Regions from separate parts of the Mus musculus genome. Here regions 1, 2 and 4 are each linked to region 3. A link is a contact called in public promoter capture Hi-C data. All regions are on one chromosome and are shown on one strand. Each heading gives the region's core, a stretch centred on a gene start, on an enhancer-like site or on the middle of the called end of the contact. The rest is flanking DNA. Distances are from core to core; before and after follow the strand shown.

Region 1 (2,700 bases), core at 82-2,581, 630 kb after region 3:
TATATAATATATTATATATATTATATGACATACTGAGAGATAGCAGAAACTTTAGGAGATGGGGCCTAATGGAAAGAGGTTCAGTCACTGGAGGTGTGTGTGCCCTTGAATGGGACATTGAGACAGACCTTTTGCTTGCTTTCTCCTTCCTATTTTGGTTTTTGGTCACCACAGGGCAAGAAGCTTCCTTTATGATCTGTGTTTCCTATCCATGGTGCTTTGTTCCATCAGACTGAAAACTCTGAAACGTTTTTTATTATTAAGTTATTATTTTATTTATTTAATCCCAAATGTTGCCCCCTCCTGGTCACCCCCTGCCAATTTCTTTCCCCTTCCCCTTCACCTCTGAGAGGGCGCTCCCCCCAGGTATCTCCCCCCTCCCAATCCCAGGACATCAAGTCCTCTGAAACTTTTAATTCCAAGTAAATCATTCTTTGAGGCTCAACCATTCTTTTAAGTTCCCAACCTTCCTAATGCTGTGAATGTTTAATACAGTTCTTCATGCTGTGGTGACACCCAACCATAAAATGATTTTTGTTGCTACTTCATAACTGTAATTTTGCTACTGTTATGAATTGTAATGTAAACATCTGATATGTAAGATATCTGGTATGCAACTCCTCTGAGAGGGTCCTATAATCCCCCAAAGGCTTGCGAGCTACTGCTCTAAGTTGCCCTGTTGAGGTATTTTGTTACACTCATAAAAAGCTGTTTAACACAGGATCAAAGAAGAAATCTGAGGTTTGACACCAAAAAGGTACCACAGTTGAAAGAATTACACTGAAGATTTTTCAAATGAAGACAGGAGCCCCTTGCTCTGATCTTTCATGGTGTCCTTGTTTGAGCTACTGCAGACTCAGGGAAGTCTTCACTGCCTGTGAAGCCCATGGAAGGCTGGGACAAGACCAGAATTTCAAGAGCCTGGCTCCCTTTGCTTCTCAAGGAAAGTGAGGGAGGATAACACATGTGGAACAAAAGTCTTAGGAGGACAGCTCCCCAGATTTGATATGACATCAGTTTGATGGAACCCAACAACAGTGTCTTAGATGTGTCTGATTCTGTGCACAGAGGTTTGGGGCAAACAATCAGCTTCCAGTTGAGGAGACAATACCACAATATAGTTTTTAATGAAAAAAGTAAAGAAATGTAAAATAGCCATCTGTTTTCCTCATTCCTGCAGGTGCCTAACCAGGTTGACTCGCTGGAGTGCATTTTCCGCATTCTTAATAGATAGCTAGAAGGAAACGCCTTGCACAACCCCAGCTAGAGGGGCAGAAAATTTCAAGGGAGGGTACACATCTCCAGCTCTCGCTTCCAGTGGTTGAGCTCCTCCAAAACTGGAGGATTTTGCTGTCTTGGGGAATTGCTGAGAATTAAGGTAGGAGAAGCTGGAGACTTGATAGTAGGAAGAGGGATGGATATTCACATGGGAGTGAATTGGCGGTCTTGATAGACTGTGCTAAGTGAGATTTAATCAGGCCTTGGGAGGGGGAGGAGCTTTGGCTCCAACTGATCATTTTGATAGCCATCACCACTGACTCTGCGCCCCAACTTAGAAATATTGAATGTATTTTGCAGGAGTGTGGTAAAAGTGTCAGTAGACTATCCATGGGGCAGACCAGAGGCTAGACTTCTAGCTTTGAATTACTTCTGAGATGTTCTACTACAGTAGTTTGGAAAATATTTCAGGGTCTACTTGAAACACTCTGGGTCATTATTTTTTGTTCCTGATATCTCCTTAGAGTCAGTGTTGTACAGGCCAGATCCCCCCCCCCTTTTTTTAAATTCAGGAATACTTACACAAAGCTCATTGGAAGATGAGGCACTTGAGTTTTTCATAGGGATTAAGCCAACTGATAATTCTCAGAATGTGTATGCTTTTAGAATCGAGTTACTCCTCTCCCCATCCCCTCCCCCTTCTCTCTCTTGTTTGAGGTTTCACTGTATTACCCAGGCTTGTCTTTAACTCCTAGGCTCAAAAGACCCTCTTACTCTAGCCTTCTCAGCAAGCTAGAACCACGTGGTTAAGTCGCAACATCCAGCTCAACTCTCTGGATTTAAACATCAACTGCAATTTCTCCCCAGTGAGTCAAGTAGAGCCCAGAGAATCCCTTCTAGGTTGGATCCTGATAAATAACACTAGCTGAGTCTGTGTTCCTGTGGGCAGAGAGGGAAAGAGGCACAGGGGTAGAACTTGGGGGTCAATTCAGGGTCTCCACTTTTCTGCTTAGCCCTCCAAGTGAGCTTGGCTAAAAGGTGGCCTCTGGGGTGACCTCTAGCTTTTTCCTGGATTGGTCATTTGCCATGTGCTTTCTTAGTGTATACCCAGTGAAACTAGAAATGCGGTTGTGGCGTGCTATCGCAAGAATCTGGCTAGTTCTTTCTCTGTAGCTTCGGGGGAAATCAACAAAGGGATCGCAAGCTGTGTCAGGCCTTAGCCAATCAGGGTGGCTGCTGGCGAAGTGGCGCCTAAGAGGACGGTCTTGCAAAAGACTAAGCAGCACCTGCTGTACCAGACAGGTGGAGCCTTCAAGGAAAGTCCGGAAGTCGAAAAGCGGGAGCCTTTCCATTTCTTGAGAGAATTCATAAGGCTGCCTCAGTGTCCTGGCTCACGGCCCTGTGAGGATTACAGGTCTGTCCCATCCCCACATTTGATAGGTGGGGAGACCGAGGCGAGAAGAGGAACAGAGATTTTTCCAC
Region 2 (2,746 bases), core at 46-2,545, 860 kb after region 3:
TCCGTTCTTAAAAGGTTATGCTATTTTGACATATCATAGACTAAGATTAAACTTTTTCATTTTATATGTTTCTGGCATGAAGCAAGCCTGCAATATGGGAACAATTATTTGCTCACTTCCTTAAATGAGTAAAGTAAGACCCAGAGTAGTTGTCACAGACCAAGACAGTGATAGACCAATACAAATACACAAGTAAGGAATTGGGGGTGTGGTTCAGTTGGTTGAGTTTCTGCCTAATTGGATTTGGCTAAAGCCCTGGATTTGCCTCCTAACACTCTGTAAATCAGGAGAGTTAAGGTAATCTCAATAGGGAGGAGGCAGAAGCAGGAGGATGGAGGCCAAGCTCATCTTCAGTTACATAGCAAGCTTGAGGCCAGCCTGAGATATCTGAAGCCTTCCCTCAAATGAAAACATGTACAAGTGGGTGCTCTGAGGGCCATTGTAGCCTTGTACATGTGCTTGGCGTTTCCATGAGACATAGGAAAACGCAGAAAAGCCATCCGTGGGTTTGCACAGGAAGAAATCCCTTGGTACTTCAGTCCAATAAGCATCTGTACCATCTGCAGTTTGCTAGAATCCCCAAAATGACTAATTCTACTAATGTGGCAATGAGAAACTCCCCCATAGTAAACTGCCTCCCAAGAGGCCCTGCCTAATTCCTGGGCTGTCTTTCCATTTCCCAACACAACTCAGGCTGCATTTGCCAGAGTCAAGAAGAGCAGTTAACATTCTGTAAGGCACTAGTCAGATGGGGGTGGAGGCGGGGGGCGGGGGGGAGCTTGTGGTTACAACAAGGAGCTAAGCCACCTCCTGACTGCCTCATTATCTTGCCTTACACACCTGAGTTAAGCAGTCACAGCTGCCAGCCACATCCTAGTTAAGAAAGGAATCCACCCCACCCCCACACCATTATACTTTGGAACCAGCAACTCCTTTAATGTCACTGTGCCTTGAGTCAACTCCCATTTCAGGTAAGAATTTCAGGTTTGCATTGATCACAATTGGCTTCATCACTCTTTTTTTTTTTTTTAATCTAATCAAGTGAAAAACAAGTGATTCCATGGAACCACAAGGACACTCAGCTTCTCTTTCCAGCCTATTTAAAGAAAAGATGCCAAATATTTAAGGACATTTCAGTGCTTCCCTGTTCAGCTCACTCTTATGAAAAGAGATCTTAAATTAACTGAGCTCATCGTTGAATCTCATTCTCTAATTCTCACAGCTGAACACACTGCCTCTGCTGACCCCTGAACTTTGAAGGAAATGTCATTACATGGTACAGCTGAGGAAGCCAAGCTGAGCTGCTTAGTCATAGCTCGCTGGTGCCATTGCTTCTGGCTCTGTAACCTGTGAGGCTTCCACCAAGCTCCAGCTAAAAGCAGTCACAAAGTCAGCAACAATAATGCTCTTAGCTCCAAAATTGGACTCATTACCCACTAGCATTCCATTTACTAGAATATGGTGGTGGTATTTGTAGCCGGGCTAATAACAGCTTGTCTATTGATGGGGAGCAAAATTAAAAGAGCAAACCCCGAATTCATTGGACTTTGATTCCCTCCATTTCTCTGCATTTCAGCAATTTAGGAAACAGGGTCTGACTTGTGCCTGTAGTCACAACAACATGAGGTATTTTGAGAACAGCTCTGGTGTGGGGATCCAGAGACCTAAAGTCTAATACCAGCATTGTCACTGGTAAACAGTTATGAGGATCTGAGGAAAGTAACACTTCTTTCCCAGGGCTTTAACAACTGGAAAGACTTTGAACAATCCACGCTAATGAAAAGTCTAAATAGGGAATCTCGAAGGCAACATCTTAGCAAGATCTCTTAGGTCTCAAATCTGGTTCAATTCTCAAGGCTATAAAAAATGGATCCACAGTAGCCAACTTCACCAAAGGCCTACTGTGTAAACTCAAATGTCAAATTCTCAGTGTTTGCTAAAATATGTTGTTAAGTGGATATCAGGATTTCACTTCCTTATACTATACACAGTGAACTGAATCTAGCGGCTCAGGCTGTAATCCTAGGTACTTGTGAGCCTTGGGTGGGAAAAATGCTAGTTCACGGCCTGTTTGGGTTATAGAATTACTTCAATGCCAGCCTAAGCAACTTAACAAGACACTGCCCCAAAACAGAAAGGTTAAAGGGCTAGGGATGTAGTTTAGTGGTGGACTGCTTGCCTAGAATTCATGTTACCTATACAGAGCAAGAGAGTTGATGGTACTGTGAAGAAGAGAATGGACTTCATAAGTTATTTTTTTCCCAGAATGTCACTTAAAATGACTTACTCACAAATTCAAATTCTATCTTTATCATCCACTAAACATTTGGGTTGTGATTGTGACTACAGGCAGTTTGTTTAACCACACGTATTCTCTTGTCTCTGTGGGTTGCTATGTGGTTACTTGATATGAATAACATGGGCTCCTAGATGACTTGAACCTCATAGACTCCTGAGCTGGGAAGCCCAGCCTCACGGTGCTGCTAGGAGAGAACTAAAGCCTAAGCTTCATTCCCCACTATTCAGTCTTGTTTCACCAAATCTACTTCCCAAGCATCAGTGCACCACAGTCCAGGACGTCACTCTTTTGTGTTATACCTTCAGGGAAAACTCCACAGTAGACATTTATTTTCAACTGAGGGTTCAGTGTTCAGGAAAAAGGAGAAGAGACAGGAGGTGATAGAAGCATCTGGCATGGGAAAGCAGTCATTGGATTTTTTAAAAGACACTGCAGTAGAGAATAACC
Region 3 (2,700 bases), core at 181-2,680:
AATGGGGAAGTTTGATGTCTTTCCATCTTTAATTCCCAAGTCATTCTATATATTTCAGTAAGCTGGTCTTCATCACACATAGAGTGGTCTCTGGCGGACTCTTGTTCACACCATTCCTCCTAAGCCAGATTCCCTCTTTTACACCTTGTTCTTTGCCCATGAAATCTTCTGAACTTCTAGACCACAGGCAAGTGCTGCCTCGCTGTTTTTACTTGCATCACCATTTTTGGTCTTATTTCTGAGAAAACATAATATATATCAATCATGTAGAACATATACACAGGATATCTACAAACAATATAGAAAACATTTGCAGATATATATGTGATCTTCACATTGTATTAAAATTGTATACTCATTGAAGCTCAAGAGTCTAACTTGTGTACAGCACATTGCTAGAAATACTCTGTATCATTATCATCATTATCGCCATCATCAGTGTTGTAGGAGACTCAAACTCAGCGCCTCACAGGAGCTGGGCAAACATCGTACTCCTATGCTGCAACACTACCTCATACTCTATATTAAAAATAATGTCACAGTAGTTGGCATAGCACACGCTTGTAGGATATGCTGAGGAGTTCAGGACCAGCCTGAGATACAAGTTTAAAAATTGAGTCATATGCAGTGGAAAGCCAAGTATAGTTGACCAGTTACCAAGTACTTACATGGAGCCAGCATTGGCAACTTCCCTCTACTGAAAATTAAATTTCAGTACCATCGACCCTACATATTTCAATGATTGAACGCCTACTTCAGGTGCCTAGCACTTTTGTGGACGTTCAATGAACCTGAGTTGAAGCAGGATATCAGCCATGGATAAAGGCCGCACAGTCCCCACAGGAGTTTAAGTATCACAGGCTGGTCAATGTTTCAAAGCCTGAGAGAGCCTGTCCTTACAAAAGGACAGCTTAGGGTAACGTTTCCGCGGCAGCTTCCTTTTTAAGTAGCTGAACCAACCAAGAAAACGACATGTAAACACTGATCAGGAAGAGGGACTAATCTAAGGGAATTTGAGCAAGTCTGGCTAGGAAAGAAGTTTGCTGCTACTGAAATGTTTTGGTCTTAGCCACTGGCAGGATTGATTGATTGTAGTTATGTTTTGTGTGAAGCCTGCCTAAACATCTGTTTCTATGCAACTGTTGCCCAATTCTCCTTTCCTTTCGAATTACCATCTTTGAAGCACGAAAGAAAATCCATCCAAACGACCAAACAAATTACCCTAAAGGCTTCTAAATCCTTTAAAGGAGAATCTGAGCTTGAAGAAGGTCCTTTACTCCCCCGCCCCTTACCTCCAGCATGGGTTCCAAACTACAACCCTCAAGCTTGGCCCAAGTCCCTCCCTTTACCCAGTCATCTAATGAATATGTAAATTAAACATAATTGGCAGCCAATGGCGTGTGTTCTAGTCACATGGTGCTGATGGTAGGTGAGCAGACAGAAGTTGTGTCAGTGAACAGAGAGGGCTCTCAGTCTGGGGCGAGCGCTCTAGTGAGCGTGGACGGATGCTTAGGCAGTAGTCCTGGCAGCGGCAGCGGCGGCGGGCAGTAGTGGTGGCAGAAGAGGGGAAGAGAGACGGCCCGGAGACCGACACACTCACACTTTCAAGTTCCCTTGGAGGGAGAGGAGTTGGGGCTGCAGAAAGAGGCCAGGAGCGGTCCCATCTATCCCATCCCGTTTCCCACTTTTCCTCTTGCTCCCTGGCTCTGCGAGAGTTCAGGATTTGGGTAGCCATACGTGGCATTGAGGGAAAAGGGACTGGGAGAGTGGGGACCAGAACCAGGGGTGTAGTGGAAGATGCCCATCCTGCTGTTCCTCATAGATACGTCCGCCTCCATGAACCAGCGCACTGACCTGGGCACCTCCTATTTGGACATTGCTAAAGGCGCTGTGGAGTTATTCTTGAAGGTAAAAGGAGGGGAAAGGAGATGAAGGGGTCGCTTCTGTGGGATGGGTGGGTTGGACTGAGGTGCTTCTGTAACGTTTGTATCGCTTCCCCTCGTTTCCTACGCGACCCCCCCGTCATCCCTCGCCCCGCAGCTGCGCGCCCGGGACCCAGCCAGCCGCGGAGACAGGTACATGCTGGTCACCTACGATGAGCCTCCCTACTGCATCAAGGTAAACAGGCCAGCGGGGGAGCGGTGGGCGGGAAGAGCGTGCGCGTCCACTAGCCTGGGGCTGCTGATCCCTTTTGCCTCCACCCGTGGCGATCCTGCGTCGCCCTGCGGGACGGGCTGCAGTGAGGAGCGCCGAAGGGCAGGAGGAGCAGGGCGGGTGGCGGCGGTCGGGGGTCGCAGAGAGGGGCCCGGAGATGAGCAGCCGGTGTAGAGAAGGCACTGGAGGGCCGAGTTCCTAGCACGGCTGCAGCAATCGCCTCCGAAGATGGCGGACATTTTGCTTTTGTATGAGGCAGCCAGAGGCAGGGTGAGGGCGCTGCTGAGATGGAAAGGAGGGAGGGGAGGAGGCCGAGGAAGGAGGGCTCGAGGCCCATGGTGAGGCTGCGGCCCCTTCGCCTGGGACTCCGCCCCGATGTTCTCTTAGCCCCGCGCGGGCTTTGCTGCCGCCCGAGCTCCTCCTCTGGTCCCTCCTTCCATCCCTCGGCCCGCCCCGCCTGGGCTTCCTCTCCCTCCTCCCGCTCCGGTCCGTTTCTCCTTCACCGCATCTTCCCCTCCTCTTCCTGCCAAATGCCGGGCTGCACTA
Region 4 (2,700 bases), core at 55-2,554, 880 kb after region 3:
CGTTTAGTCCTGCTTTTGCCTGAGGTTACTTTGATCACCTCCCTCTACTCCTCATGATAATTTGTTCATATTTCACTATGTCTAAGCATCACATTTTTTATTATGTCTCTCTGTATCTTATCAGTTTAATCACCATTTCTCACATTTGAAAAATTATAAGTAAATCTACTTGTTCCATAAACATAGAACTGATTCCAAAAGGCAAAAGACCCTTATTTAAGTTATGTGCACAATGACCTTAAGAAAAGAATCATAAGTACTCTATCTTTAATGACACAAAAGCACCTACTTTAGAAACTGTCCACTGTCATAACATGGGCTTCTAACCTCAAAACTCTTGAAGTTTTTTTAAAGCAAGGTTTAGTTTCACTTTGAATGCCCATTGCCTTCAATGCATAGAGTTGGTTTCTCTTTGGTTTTGGGGGAGTTTTAAGTAACATTGACACTTGTGAATAGACTTTTCTTCAATGAATCTTAAAACAAACAAACAAACAAGGAAGTCTCCATCATTTTTTTTAGGCAAACTTTCAAACACCAGAAAGATCTACAACAAAATTATTCCATTATCCCACAGACTCATGCTCAAAACATGTCTAAAGTGCACAGGGGAAGTTTAATGTGCATTTCCACAACCACAGCAAACTTGTACACAATAAGGTTGTCCTCCTATCCCTGATTGGCAGTCCTGTAGCCCAGCTTTAGTAAGGTAACATCAGGGGGTCAATTACTGAAGGATAATATTTCGTTTTCTGACTTTTTCAAAGTACAAGGACAGTAAATAAAAACGCCTAACTTTTAGAAAGATATTGAAGAAGGGGATTCCCATGACCCCGCAATAGAAAAATCTCAAGAATGATATTATTGCTGCTCTGTGGTGGAAAGTAATCCCAAAGACACAGCAAAATGACCTTACCTTCTCCACCGAGCCAGGCAGAAGTCTGTTTATGAGTTTGCACAACACTACCCCATTTTTCAGCGAGGACTTCAAGAACTCCTCTGGATCACAGACAGTCTTTTTGGGAGACTCTAGAACTCCCAAAGATATAAGCCATGTCACAAGGCGTTCTTCTGGATTCATGACTGAGGCTCTCGGACGCTCTGAACAGCTCTCGGGGCAGCTGTGAAGACTAAGCCACATCCGTGATTGCATCTGCTGCTGTCTTCCTTTTATGAGCGCTCTTCTGGTGCTTGCGGGGCAAAGGTTTAAGGCAACTTTTCTCTGACAACAGAGGAACGTGGGATTTCTAAACCACAGAGATCATACCTAAAGATATGGAAAGGAATGATAAGGAATGGACAAACTCCTGAGAGAACATCACTGGTTCTTTTTCGAAACTTGCAAAACAAACTCATTAGGTTTTTCTTTGGGGGGGTGGGGTGGGGGGAGGAACACGTACAACAGTGCAAGAAGCTGTAAGGAAAGGAAGTGAGGAGGATGCTGGGGAGGCAGAAAAGTCAGCAAGTGCTCGTGGAAACCGGAGTGAGCCAGCACTTTACAGAGCCTTGGAAATGAGACACGCATGGGGCAGACTGGGAAAACACTGTCAATACAGTCTAGTCTCAGTGAAAAATCTGGCTTCTGTCAGGAGGAGGATGCCAACTGGCTCTTAGGTCAGACAGATCTGAGCCTCGTGGGGAGCTGTGCTGGTAAAAGAGAGCTCAAACAAAGACTTAGGTGGACTGAAAAAATTCCTCCCAGAAATGGCCGGATGTCCTCAGACAATCTCACAGTGACAGTGTGTGTCACGATCATGCCTTCTTTACAAAACATGTGGAGCCGCATGGTGACAAACTTGCCAAGCAAAGGAAGATTGTCCCTGCTGTCAGCCATCGCTGCATTTAAGCAGAAGCTGGAAGAATGGCATTTTACGTTGTAGCCAAAAAAGCTATGTTTAGGGAAATAGGCTAAGGATAACATCTGACATCCTGTTTACTTGCATTCTTTAGCAATTCTTTTTCTGGACCTGGTTCCACTCCACAGTCCAGCTGCAGCACCCTTAGCAAAGGCTTAGACACAGTCACAGAAAATGAGGGAAATATGTTTGGAGACAGAGCACTTGAGAACAAAAGAGCACTTGTCTTCTCTGTCTACACTACAGACTGAAAGATTCACTTCTTGTCATCAACAAACACGATGCATTTAAAATAGTGATCTGCAAACCAGCCTCGCTCATGAATCCAGAGAGGTTTGTTATTGTCAAACACTTTTAGTACCAGGTAAAATAGTCATACTATAGAGAAATTTATGATAAGGCAGAGTTTAATTGTATAGCTCAATGTTGGCAAATGCAGGCCGTCAGCACCTCTCCACATGTATGTGAGGCATCCAGTTAATTATAGCTGTTTCCCGCTAAGTCTCACAATCCTGTTCTTGTTGTTCTCTGTCTCCCTGCTTTTTTTGATGGTGATAGTGATAGGGATAGTTTCTTGTAGCTGAGGCTGACTTTGAACTCCTGATTCTTCTGCCTCCTCCTCCCAGATGCGAGGATTAGAGGCATGCAAAATCAAATCCAGTTTACGGGGTGTTTGGGGTTGATCCTAGGATGTTGTACACACTAGACAGGCACTCTACCAACTGAGCTATAGCCCCAGGCCAATTGAATAATTTTAATATTTACAGGCTATTTCATTACAATCATGCACAGTCTAGATCAGTGGGTCTCAACCCCTTTGGATATTAGAGGACCTTTTTAGAAAGAT

Evidence for each region. Promoter capture Hi-C pulls out the DNA fragments that hold promoters and counts their contacts.
Region 1: a promoter capture Hi-C map of stem cell-derived epiblast-like cells shows a contact between it and region 3, with 2.5 times the contacts expected there. The contact joins the promoter of Vgll1 here to the promoter of Ints6l in region 3. A contact is called at or near these places in 2 of 39 promoter capture datasets (cranial neural crest and stem cell-derived epiblast-like cells).
Region 2: a promoter capture Hi-C map of the HPC-7 cell line shows a contact between it and region 3, with 3 times the contacts expected there. The contact joins the enhancer-like site here to the promoter of Ints6l in region 3. A contact is called at or near these places in 6 of 39 promoter capture datasets (the HPC-7 cell line, cranial neural crest, maxillary cranial neural crest and 2 more) and 1 of 9 other capture datasets (adipose tissue).
Region 4: a contact with region 3 is called in a promoter capture Hi-C map of pre-B cells. The contact joins the promoter of Arhgef6 here to the promoter of Ints6l in region 3. A contact is called at or near these places in 4 of 39 promoter capture datasets (the C10 cell line, the HPC-7 cell line, cranial neural crest and 1 more) and 1 of 9 other capture datasets (adipose tissue).

The regions. Positions count from the first base shown.
Region 1 is chrX:57,086,775-57,089,474 of GRCm38.p6, forward strand. Vgll1 (vestigial like family member 1) reads left to right here and starts at 1,332. Exons shown (of 8, transcript NM_133251.2): 1 at 1,332-1,378; 2 at 2,517-2,700.
Region 2 is chrX:57,309,331-57,312,076 of GRCm38.p6, forward strand. All of the region lies in intron 2 of Arhgef6 (Rac/Cdc42 guanine nucleotide exchange factor (GEF) 6), which reads right to left. Among named protein-coding and RNA genes, the nearest start is that of Arhgef6, 28 kb to the right of the region's middle. Within about 2 kb of position 1,296, at least 38 of the 459 cell types and tissues checked have an H3K27ac peak or open chromatin away from gene starts, as enhancers often do. A contact at or near this core is called in the HPC-7 cell line and adipose tissue, where this site is marked.
Region 3 is chrX:56,453,409-56,456,108 of GRCm38.p6, forward strand. Ints6l (integrator complex subunit 6 like) reads left to right here and starts at 1,431. Exons shown (of 17, transcript NM_172779.4): 1 at 1,431-1,908; 2 at 2,041-2,118. The coding sequence starts at 1,798.
Region 4 is chrX:57,337,425-57,340,124 of GRCm38.p6, forward strand. Arhgef6 (Rac/Cdc42 guanine nucleotide exchange factor (GEF) 6) reads right to left here and starts at 1,305. Exons shown (of 22, transcript NM_152801.2): 1 at 914-1,305. The coding sequence starts at 1,150.